Regions from separate parts of the Sus scrofa genome. Here region 1 is linked to region 2. Evidence: chromatin contacts called from public Hi-C data. All regions are on one chromosome and are shown on one strand. Each heading gives the region's core, a stretch centred on a gene start, on an enhancer-like site or on the middle of the called end of the contact. The rest is flanking DNA. Distances are from core to core; before and after follow the strand shown. Region 1 overlaps SHB (SH2 domain-containing adapter protein B). Region 2 overlaps SHB (SH2 domain-containing adapter protein B).

Region 1 (5,551 bases), core at 3,017-5,516, 110 kb before region 2:
ATGCTGATGTGTACCAGTACTTTATATTTTGTCAGCATCCACAGAGTTGAGTTAAATAACATGTTTCCTAAGGAATAAAGAATATCATGTCTAACTTTCTTTTTTTTTAAAACACTCAGCAAACAATTTCTGAGCAGCGAGCTAGGCAGGGGGAATTTAGAGAGAATAAATGGTGGCCAGTTTTCCAAGAGAGAAGCTTCTCAGTTTGCAGTTGAAGAGCAGCTTCTCAAGATCGGGTATGGGAGACGGACACAGCTACTGAGGCAGTGTCGCAACCTGAGGCATGCCAGAACAGAAGTGTGCGCACAGGGCTGGGAAGGCCTCAATTCTGTCTATGAATTCAAGGAGGGCTTTCAGGAGGTGGCGGCCCTTAAGCTTCTTTGTGCAGAAGCTTGTGCCAGCAGAATGGTTGGAGACTCTGAAGGGCCGGTGTGGTGGGGGATTACAGAGGGAGGTTGGAGCCACAGAAGGAAGAGAGTGTCTCATGTGCCTTTTGGGGTAGTTGTGGCTTGTCTTTTGGTCCTTTTCACATAAAATCATTGATAACGTGGCTTGATCGAAGCCAGGGTCAAGCATGAGCTGTCAGTCATTTCCTTTTGGTTAGCAGCTACATTCTCCAGTTCTTGGGAAGTAATTGATTCAAAAGGTAAGAGCCAAGCTTGGTGGCTGTGGTTTGGCTTGGGACACTTTTTTCTTTGAAGTCCTGTCCCTTGAGGGTAGTGTAGGAGAAATGCTGCATATCAAATCCAGTTTTTCCCATTGATTCCCCAGAAGAGCAATATCTTCTCCAGGCTTCAGGCTAAATCACTTAATTAGTCCTTTAATCTTCACAATCACCCTAGAAGAGTAACTGTATCAGTTAGCTCTTGCCCTATAACAAATCACCCCAAACTCTGGTTTTAAACCAGGGGTTAGCAAACTTTTCTTAAAGGGCCAGTAAATATTTTTAGCTGCAGGCCAGAGAGCCTCCATCACAACTATTCAGCTACCATTGTAGCTTGAAAGCAGCCATAGACAATATATAAATTAAAGGGTATAGCTATATTTCAATAAAACCTTATTTAGAAAAACTGGCAACTGGCCTATGGTCTATAGTTTCCAACCCCTGCTTTAAAGGACAAGCTTTTATTATTCTCCTCACATGTCAACTGAGTAATTCTTCCGCCCTCGGTCGGGTTCAGTCGGGCATCTGCCATCAGCGTGGAGTGGGTGTGTGGCCCTGCCAATCCTCTCTTACATGTTTGGGGGGGGCCTGGTTTAGGATGGCCTTGGCTGTGTCCGTTCGGCTCTGCTCCACGAGATCTCTCATCTAGCGGCTCAGCCTTGTTCATATGACAGTGACAGTGTTCCAAGAAAGTACAGAAGCCCCTGTAATTCCTTGAGGTTAGAAGCCAGCACACTGTCCATTCTGCTGTATTTTGTTGACCAAAGCAAGCCACAAGGCCGGCCAGGATTCAAAAGAGAGGAGGAGCTGCGGAGTCCCATGGCAGAGGGCAGGGATACAGGCAGGCCACCGATTAGGGCCTTCGGTGCCCCATGGGTAATATCGCCCCCATTTTACAGATAAACTGAGGCTTAGAAGTGATGACTTGCCTAATGTCACAGCTCCCAAGGGACAGAGCCAGGATCACACCTGTGTGGTCTGAATTCAAAGCCTGTATGTTTTTTGTCAATTTGTTCCACTCTTTTCAGTGATTTAGCTGGAGATAGTAAGGCTCTGATCCCTACTGAAATATGTATTGTATGTTTCTTCCTCCCTTTCACTTAATGTTTCCTCTCTTGTATCCTTCTGCCCTAACTCCCATCCCATCCCTTGCAGTCCGGGCTTTGGTTGTCCTCAAAGGGGGCCCAGAGCTGGCTTTTCTCTCTCCTTCCCCATCTGCCTCTGAGTTCTTATATGAGATGTTAATGCAGCACTTGAGTTATTTCATAGAGAAATTCTGTGCACAGAGTTGGCACTTCCCAAGGGACAGCTGCACAAAACGTGTGTCTTGTAACTGTCATGTCTTCTCATTCTGCCACCAAGTGTTCCCTCCCTCCAAGGACTGGCGAGCCTGTGTGTGCTCTTTTTTTTTTTTTTTTCTCAATGAATTTATTACATTTATAGTTGTACAATGACCATCACAATCCAATTTTATAGGATTTCCATCCCACAACCCCAGTGCATCCCCCCACCCTTGAACTGTCTCCTTTGGAAACCATAAGTTTTTCAAAGTCTGTGAGTCAGTATCTGTTCTGCAAAGAAATTCATTGTGTCCTTTTTTCAGATTCCACATGTCAGTGAAAGCATTTGATGTTGGTGTCTCATTGTCTGACTTCATATTAGCGTGATAATTTCTAGGTCCATCCATGTTGCTAAAAATGCCAGTATTTCGTTCCTTTTAATGAATGTGTGTGCTCTTTTAAGAAACAAAACAAAGCAAAACAAAACACTGGTACCTTGGCCCTTGTCAACAGGGAACCTGAGTTTCCTTGAAGGAGATCAGGTGACCGTCCTCTGATCTGACAATCTCAGAACATGACTGATTTCCCCAGACTTAACCCCTAAGACTTGACCTTGTCCTCTCCCCGCCCCCAAAGCATTTCTGACCCATAAAATAGGCGTTAAAAGGCAAATCTGAAACAGGTGTGGTTTCCTCTGGTCATTTAAGCAAAGCTGAACTTGCTTGTGGTCAGGTGCTCCGCTGGGCAGTTGCCCTTGGAGCTGACTTCTCATCTTGTGCTGGGAGAGCCAAGTGGTGGTGGCCCATGGGGAAGCAGTGGGTCAGGCTGGACCCTAGAAAATAAGGTGGGATTTGTGGCTTTGAAACAGAGAGCTAGGCTGCCAGCCTGCTGATGGTTGCGTCTCCGCTGGCTTTCCAGAGACAGGGTGGGGGAGCAGTATTTCTGCAGGACGGAGACAGAGACTGCCGTGGTCTCTTCCATCCTGACTTTAACTTCTGTTTGGCCTGTGTGGATGGAGAAATGGCTATATGCAGGCTCCTATCAGGAGGTGTGGATACAGGGGAGAACCAAGAGGCAGGTAGTTCCTGACTCTACGGAGCTTATCTTCTAATGAGGACACAAGGACCAAGGTTAGAACACAGCCTGTGTGGCAAAGTTTGTCGATAAACAAAGTGGTGTGGGTGAACTGAGTGCCATCCTGGCACAGAAGCTGTTCTGGGCAGACTCTTGATTCCTTGGAGCTAACAGAGAAGCAGGGTCAGGAAGAGGTTTTTTTCCAACCAAGCAAAGTTGGGAAGGCTTCTTGGAGGAGGCGGCATTTGCAATAAGAAAGAGGAGTCACTTGAAATGAAGGAGCTTTCCACCATAGCAGTATTAGTTAGCCAGTACTTCCACTGCACATACTCTGAGCCAGACACTATTGGTTCCCTATATGCATTAACTCTTCCTGCTCACCAGAGTCCTTTGAGGGAGGTGCTTCTGTCATTCCCATTTGACAAAAGAGCACTGAGGCAGAGAGGTTAAGTAACTTGCCAGTAAGTGGCAGAGATGAGATTTGAGGCCCGATGCAGAGTCTTTGTTTTTAACCACTGTCGTAAACTGCACAATCTCATGCCTGAATTTCCTCTGCCTTACTTATGGCTAGACTTAAACTCTTTATAAAAATCCCTCTAGCATTGTAGGAGCTACTGAATCCTACATTTGGGTGAGTATTCCACAGCTTTAAGTACGCTTTTTTCACCCATAATGAATTTGATTCTCAGAGTCACTCTGTGAGGAAGGTGCTGTAACCCCCATTTTGCAGATGGAAAAACCAAAGGTTCGGGGAGGCATGGAGTCTGCCTGGCCTTACAGGAGGTAGTGGCTGAGCCCGTGGCCAGGCTGTTGACCTTGTGTTCTGAGCCCAATGTCCTTTGTGCCAGGGTATTGTGGAGGTGGTTTGGCCAAAGCTCCGGTCCACAGGAAGGGTGACAGCCTGATTGATTTCCGGTTCTTTCTGTGTTTTGATTCTGAAACATGTTACTGAGGCCATTAAGGAGCATCGACAGAGGACCTTGCTTCCACAATGGAATTTTCCTTCTCTTCCTGTTTGGTATTTTCCAGTAATATTTCTATTAATGTTTCACTTTCGGAGGCACCGGCTTCCTGAGAGTTTGCGCTTTCTCAACTGCTGAGCCAGGAAAAGTTGAATTTTCCTCTAAATCATTCAGTTCCTTTCCATTTTCTCCAAGAGGAGCTCTCTCTGGATTTCCCATTATACTGTAGAGGAAGGATCTTGGAGGTGGGTCCAAGGGATGGAGAGAGAATTAGTCAGGGCTCTGGGGAATGACTCAGGCCCTGTGTTTTCCAAGCAGAACTTAAGAGTAACGGTCAGCAAGATGCTGGTAAGGGGAGAAGTGACTTGACAGGTGGGCGAAGCGGGGGGAGGTGGATATCCCTGGCCCACCGCTGGACCTACACTTGTAGGTTGGACCCAGAGTCCTCAGCTGGGCCATGAGAGCCCTCCTCATTCATTCATTCGTTCATTCATTCAACAGACATTGTTGAGAGCCTGCTACGTGCTGGGTATTGTTCTCTTTAGAAGGGATAGAGCTGTGAACTAAACAAAAAATTTATGCTCCTCTGAGTTTGTTCCCCTCTCACGAGAGGAGTCAGGCAAATATAGACTGTCGGGTAGAGCGTGGAGAAAAGTCAAGCTAGGGTGGGCCTGAGCTTGGGGTGGGTGCTATTTCAGATGGGTGGTCAGAGAGGGCTTTGCTGAAGGGTGTGATGGTGTGATTCACACGGCTCAGGGAGAGAAGCGCATTCCAGGCAGAGGGAAGAGTCAGGGCAAAAGTCCAAGACGGGAGCACGCCTGGCTGCTTCAGGGAGATCAGCGTGACTGAGTGCAGCAGGTGGGAGGAAGTGGGGAGACGGGGTCCGAGAGGTGGGAGGCCGAGTGTTTGGGGCCTTGGAGGCGCTGAAAGGGTCTCACTTTAGCTCTGGGTGAGATAGGAAGTCGGTGGAAGTTCTGAGCGGAGAAATGACGTGATCTGACTTGGGTATTGAAAGGATCACTCTGGCTGCCTAGTGGAGAACAGGCTGGAGGGGGGCCAGCCGGGAGGCCAGCCTGGGGGGACCCACCGCCCCTGGAACTGGGGCACTAGTGGTAGGTGATGAGAAGAGACCAGATTCAGCGTGTGTCCTGAAGGTAGAGCTGCAGGATTTCCTGACAGATGAAAAGTGAGATATGAGGGGGTGGAGAGTCACAGATGCCTCCAGGTTTTAACTTGAGGGTGGATTGCTGTTGGCCGAGAAGGGGAGGACCCCGGTGGTGCCGTCACAGCCAGGCTGGTGGGGTTGATCCAGCAAGTGAGTCCTGGGCCTGAGAAGGAGACATGCTCCGAGAACCGGGAGAAGGCACGAGTGGCCTCTGTCTGGGGCTGCGGAAAACCACCAGGAAGAGGAAGTCATCTGGGAAGATGGGTCCAGTGGAAGCTGCACCTGCATCCCAGACTAAAGGGGGCCTGTCCACAGTGATTGAGATCAGAGAGGGAGCCCTGCTGGGGACAAGCAGGTGTGCCAGAGCACGGGGATTACCTGGTGTATCTGCAGGTGCAAAGGAAGG
Region 2 (5,396 bases), core at 2,456-4,955:
TCATTCAGAAATACTCTCTGCTCCCGGTTTTTTTCCTGCTCCTTCCGTCTCCCACCACTGGCTCCTCACCTCACCTTGACCTGAAGGTTAGACTGCCCGGGGCTCCTTTCCAACTACATGCTCCCCCTGGGTAGTCTCTTCAGGATGCTGGTGGTGATTCACTAGGACACACCCCCAGCCCACACCTCTCCCAGAACTCCCAACTCCTACATCCAGCTGCCTTCTTGGCATCTCCACTTGGCTGACGAATGGGCATCTCATATTTAACATGTTCAAAACGGGACTCCTGATCTTCTCCTGGACACCCACTTCTCTCCACAGATAGCGTCACATCCACCTACGTGCTCAAGCCACAACCCTGGAGTCATTTTGATTCCTTTGTTTGCATTATACCAGCATCTAGTGCGTTACTAAATTTTGCCAGTTTTCCACCCAAAACACAGCTCGAGGCCAGTTCCTCCATCTGAACTACTGCAGAAGCCTCCTCACCTGTCACCTACTTCGCTTCCCCTCTGGCCACTCTTTAAGGCAACCTTGCTAGTCTTCCGTAACATCGTCCAGAGCCAGTATCTATAAAGCATCTCTGTTTAAAACTCCTTGAGATCCCTGGCAGCTCAGCAGGTTAAGGAGCCATGTTGTCACTGCTGTGGCATGGGTTGCTGCTGTGGTGCAGGTTTGATCTCTGGCCCAGGAACTTCTTCCGCGTGCCAAAGGCATGGCCAAAGAAATGCAATGAAATAACTCTCATTGCCCTCCCTATGCTTAGAATGAAATCAGACTTCTGCTCTTGGCCCACAAGGCCTCAGGGAGCTGGACCTGCCTCGCACTCCATCTGCATCCTGTTTTACTCCCCACACTCCCAGTGCTAGACCGTTCTTGCTACCTTTCTGCTTCGCGAACACCCCAGGCTCACTCCTACTTCTGAACCTTTGCACTTGCTGGTTCCTCTGCAGAGAACAGGTTCTTTGGCTCTTGACATGATTGGCTCCTTCTCACGACGCAGATTCCCAGGTCAGATGTCCTCTCTTCGGGGTCCTTCCCTGTCCATTCTTTATTAGGCCCCTCCCCCACCCCAGTCCCTGCCTTACCACAAACCCAGTGTTCCTACATACACTTGTCACTCTCTGAAATTGTCCCCTGAATCTTTCTGTTGACGCTCCATCTCCCTGTATCAGCTCTGTGAGATCGAGAATGTATGGAGTTCCCGTCGTGGTGCAGTGGAAACGAATCCGACTGGGAACCATGAGGTTGCGGGTTCGATCCCTGGCCTCGCTCAGTGGGTCAAGGACCCGGCGTTGCTGTGAGTTGTAGTATAGGTTGCAGATGTAGCTTGAGTCTTGCGTTGCTGTGGCAGCTGTAGCTCCAACTAGACCCCTAGCCTGGGAACCTCCACATGCTGCGGGTATGGCTCTAAAAAGCAAAAAACAAACCAAAAAAAAAAAAAAGAAAAAACTAAAACAGAAAAAGAATATAGTAAATGGTGAGTAAATAGAGTGTATGGGTGTTGAATGGACTGGATGGTGGTGGTTGAGTCTTCTTAATTCCCGTGGTTCTGGCCTCAGTGGCCAGCCCTGAAGACCAGCACATCCCTAGGCCTCCATCCACGGCCTCCTGCCTGGATTCGTTTTGCAATCCAGGCAACCCTCCTTGGGCCCAGGAGTTGGCCCCTAGCTTTGCCCTCCACCCCCAGGACCATCCAGGCCCTCCCGTCCTTTCTCCTGGTGGCTCTCCTCCTGCCGAGAATCTGGCCAGTGGCCGCCCCCGCCCCTTTTGTTTGTGTCCTTTGCTCCTTCTCTCCAGACTCCTCCTAGTTCTCCTTTGATCCTCGGCCCTGTCCCCTGCCTTTCTCTGTGTGTGGAGTGGCTGGAGCAGCCGGGGACGGAACCACCATCCCTGTTTACCCCAGGGATTATCCTTAACGAGGATCCAGAGCCCCTGGAGGCCCATCTGCCACCGCCTCTCTTAGAGCCACTTGCTCCTGTCCTCAGGGAGGGCAGACGCAGGCAGCACTTCCCTGGAGACCATGTCTAGGCTTTTCTCTAGGGACAGCTCAGCTTCAAATAGCCGAAACTTGTTTTCCGAATAAAACAGCATTTTTTTCCCTTCACTGGGGCTGTTTTACACAGGTGAAATTTTCCAGAAAACAACCTTGGTGAAACCTGTTAACTCTTATTTCTAAAGTCAGCTCTGTCCCTGGCTAACCATGTCTCCCAAACACAGTCACATATCCTTTCTTAAGCACCCCTTGAGCCTTTGTGTCCCTGGGAGTGTTTTAATTATGGCAGCCCACGCAACCTCAGCTTCACATCCTCTGAATTTCTAAGTGTAGACAGAAAGGCAGGTCTGCAGCCTGCACTGCCCCTGCTTTTTCCCTTGGAAAGTCTCCACTCCGAAGGTCCCACCACCCAGGCTGACCTGCTGTGAGTGGTCACCGCGTGGGCAGTCAGCGACTCAGGGACATGGTGATTGGACAAGGATACTCAGCAACTCTCTCACTCTTCAGTCTTTGCTTTCTTAGAGCCGGTTGGGTTTTAGGTTATAATTATGTCACCCCACAGCTGCTAACTCTTCAGAGCACTGCCTTATAAATGGCCAAAAGTGGAGTTCCCGTTGCGGCTCAGTGGTTAACGAATCTGACTAGGAACTATGAGGTTGCAGGTTCGATCCCTGGCCTCGCTCAATGAGTTAAGGATCCGATGTGGCCGTGAGCTGTGGTGTAGGTCGCAGATGTGGCTCGGATCTGGCATTGCTGTGGCTCTGCCTGTAACTCCGATTCGACCGTTAGCCTGGGAACCTCCATATGCTGCGGTGCGGCCCAAAAAAGCAAAATAAATAAATAAATAAATGGCCGAGAGTGCAGAGAAGGGAGTGCAACGCTCTTCTCCAGGCAGGTCTGTAACAGATCTCTCACAGGTACTGTTTGCAGGTGCTCCTGGGCCAGGACCAGGAGGCAGCATCCCCCACACCTGGGAGCTTACAGTGCTGTCTGCACAGCATGTAGCGGCCTGAAACAGTGGTAGTTGGGGAAGTGACCCTTGGCCGTCTGCAAGTTCAGTCTCCTTTGGCTGATGCCCATGGCTGCCATTTGTTGAAACCCACCCCATCACAGACTCTGCATCAGCCCTTTACTGCATCGGTCATCCTGTTCAAGCCTCACAACCCTAAAACGGGGTTGGAGTGGCCCTAACATGATAGTGAACCCCGAGGTGCACCAAGGCTTAGCCGCTTGTCCCAGACTGCCAGGCTGTCCAGGAGCAGAGCCATGTCTGGGCCTCAGTGGCCAAAGCATGATCCATCCTTGGCCATCCGGCACCTCTGATTCTCTTCCTGATCCCATCTCTGGCCACCTTCCCACTGACCCAGCCCCTCAGAGGCTGTCGTAAGCAGAGAGCCGTTCTGAGGATACCCACTGACCAGCATGTTAGGATCTTTATTCTTCTACTGAAATTTTACCTTCAATCTTTCCAATCTCGAAAATCAACATTCCCCTTTTGTCCTGCAGTCAGAGCCTTAGTCAGGCATCTGCCATCGCACCCCTCCCTTCGGATTCTGCCGCTCACCACGTGATGTCCGGAAGCGGTGGCACTGGGATTCCCACATGCCCTGTCGATGCCAGATGCACTTGGCAGGAGCACTGGTGTGGCCATCCCACCCCAACTGCCTGCTTTCCGCAGATGTCACAGAGCCAGCACGTGTCCCTCCTGTCAGCGCCCTCTGACGGCTTCCGAGTCCCTCTGTCGCAGAAAGCCAAGTCCTCCCACTGCCTGTGTGCAAGGCCCTGACCTGCCCTCTTAGGCCTCACAGACCCCCTGCCTCCCCGAAGTGCCTCACTCCAGCCATGCCAGCCCCTTGCTGTTTCCAAAAACACACCAGGTACCCCTGCCTTTGCTGCCCTTCTGCCAGACATGCTCTTTCCCAGCTGCTTCCTTCGTGGCTTCCTCCCTCACCTCCTTCCACTGAAATGTCACTTTCTAAAAGGCTTCCCTGGCCACTGCTTAAAATAGTCCCTCCTGCCAGCTCCAAGCCAGGCGACCCTGCTTGGTTTCCTCTGTAGCACCCACGCTAGATCGCAGGCTTCATTGGGGTGGAGACCACATGGCCTGTTCACTGTTCTGTCTGCAGGACCTGCACGCAGTAGGCTCGGCTCACGTCTAGTGAATGACTGATGCACGAACACACATGCGCACACATACACACACACACACACACACACTCACACACACAGCCTCGTGATGAGGCCTGGGACACTGACAGCTGCCTTCCAGGGGAGGAGCAAACTTCAGGGTGTCACTGTGGGGGTCCGTCCTTCCTAGGTTCTGACTCCGTTTCTTCACAGATGGTATCATGGAGCCATCAGCAGAGGAGACGCCGAGAACCTGCTGCGACTCTGCAAGGAGTGTAGCTACCTTGTCCGGAACAGCCAGACCAGCAGGCACGACTACTCCCTCTCCCTGAAGTGAGTACGCCCCGGCCACCCCTGGGGCCCTTGGCTGCCTCCAGCGATGCATGGCCAGACCCTTCTGTCTGTGGCAGAAAGACCCACCCGAGTTCTCCCCTGGGAAACTTGCCAGCATGAGTTATTTCAAGCCTTGCTTTTCCAATTTGATCTTATTCTCCTGGGATACAGAGGAGTTTTTATGTTCTCTGTTTCCGCCTCCCCAGAAGAGGAGGGGCCTTTTCTGAGGATTTATATTAAATATCCAAGAATAGCTTTCACATCTGCAGTGAGCCAGGGCCTGTGGAAGCTGTTAGCATGCCTCATCCTTCTCTCAGACCTCACAGCAGCCCTTTGATGAGAAACATCTTGTCCCCATTTTGCAGATGAGGAAACTGAGGCTCAGAGAGGGGCCCTGGCCGGCCCAAAAGGCAGGGCTAGGACTTGAGGCCTAGTGTTTGTCTCCCCACTGCTCCTGCCGCCGCCCTAAGAACCAGCCTTTTCCTTATGTTCTCGGTTGCTGTTTGGGAAAGTCTGACTTCTGTGTGTCACACAAAGGTTGTGAGGGACATTGTGAAGATCCAGGAAGGATCCTGCCGGCGTTATCACCTATAAGCCCTTTGGAAGCTGTCAGGTCTTTCTGATCCATGAGACATTGCTTTCAGGATAGATGGACTGGGAATAAGGAAAATGTCTAAAACCCATTTTACAGATAGGAAAACTGAGGCCTGGTGAGAAGAGGGTTTTAAAGAGTTCGTGACAGGATTGAAGGATGGACCCAGGCCCTTCAGCCAGCACAGACCACGAGGAACAGTGCAGCCCTCTGCCTGCTTCCTTTCTGCTCTACTTGCCTTTATGAGAAGCCATGTGATGAAGAGAGGGTCTGCCAGGATGCGAGTGTCAGGAGCCAGTGTACAGGCCAGGCTGTGTAGGCAGCAGGATCAGTGTATCCAAGGAGAGA

The links. A called contact is a pair of places that touch in the nucleus more often than the background predicts.
Region 1: a Hi-C map of fetal skeletal muscle shows a contact between it and region 2, with 2.1 times the contacts expected there. The contact joins two enhancer-like sites. A contact is called at or near these places in 1 of 5 promoter capture datasets (fetal skeletal muscle), 3 of 47 Hi-C or Micro-C datasets (embryonic fibroblasts, fetal skeletal muscle and heart right ventricle) and 1 of 2 datasets of contacts at active chromatin or transcription factors (skeletal muscle).

The regions. Positions count from the first base shown.
Region 1 is chr1:238,815,251-238,820,801 of Sscrofa11.1, reverse strand. The region is part of intron 1 of SHB (SH2 domain-containing adapter protein B); the gene reads left to right. Among named protein-coding and RNA genes, the nearest start is that of SHB, 8.4 kb to the left of the region's middle. Within about 2 kb of position 4,266, at least 24 of the 83 cell types and tissues checked have an H3K27ac peak or open chromatin away from gene starts, as enhancers often do. A contact at or near this core is called in fetal skeletal muscle, where this site is marked.
Region 2 is chr1:238,704,515-238,709,910 of Sscrofa11.1, reverse strand. It overlaps SHB (SH2 domain-containing adapter protein B), which reads left to right. Exons shown (of 6, transcript XM_021066254.1): 5 at 4,337-4,456. Among named protein-coding and RNA genes, the nearest start is that of SLC25A51, 40 kb to the right of the region's middle. Within about 2 kb of position 3,705, at least 8 of the 83 cell types and tissues checked have an H3K27ac peak or open chromatin away from gene starts, as enhancers often do. A contact at or near this core is called in fetal skeletal muscle, where this site is marked.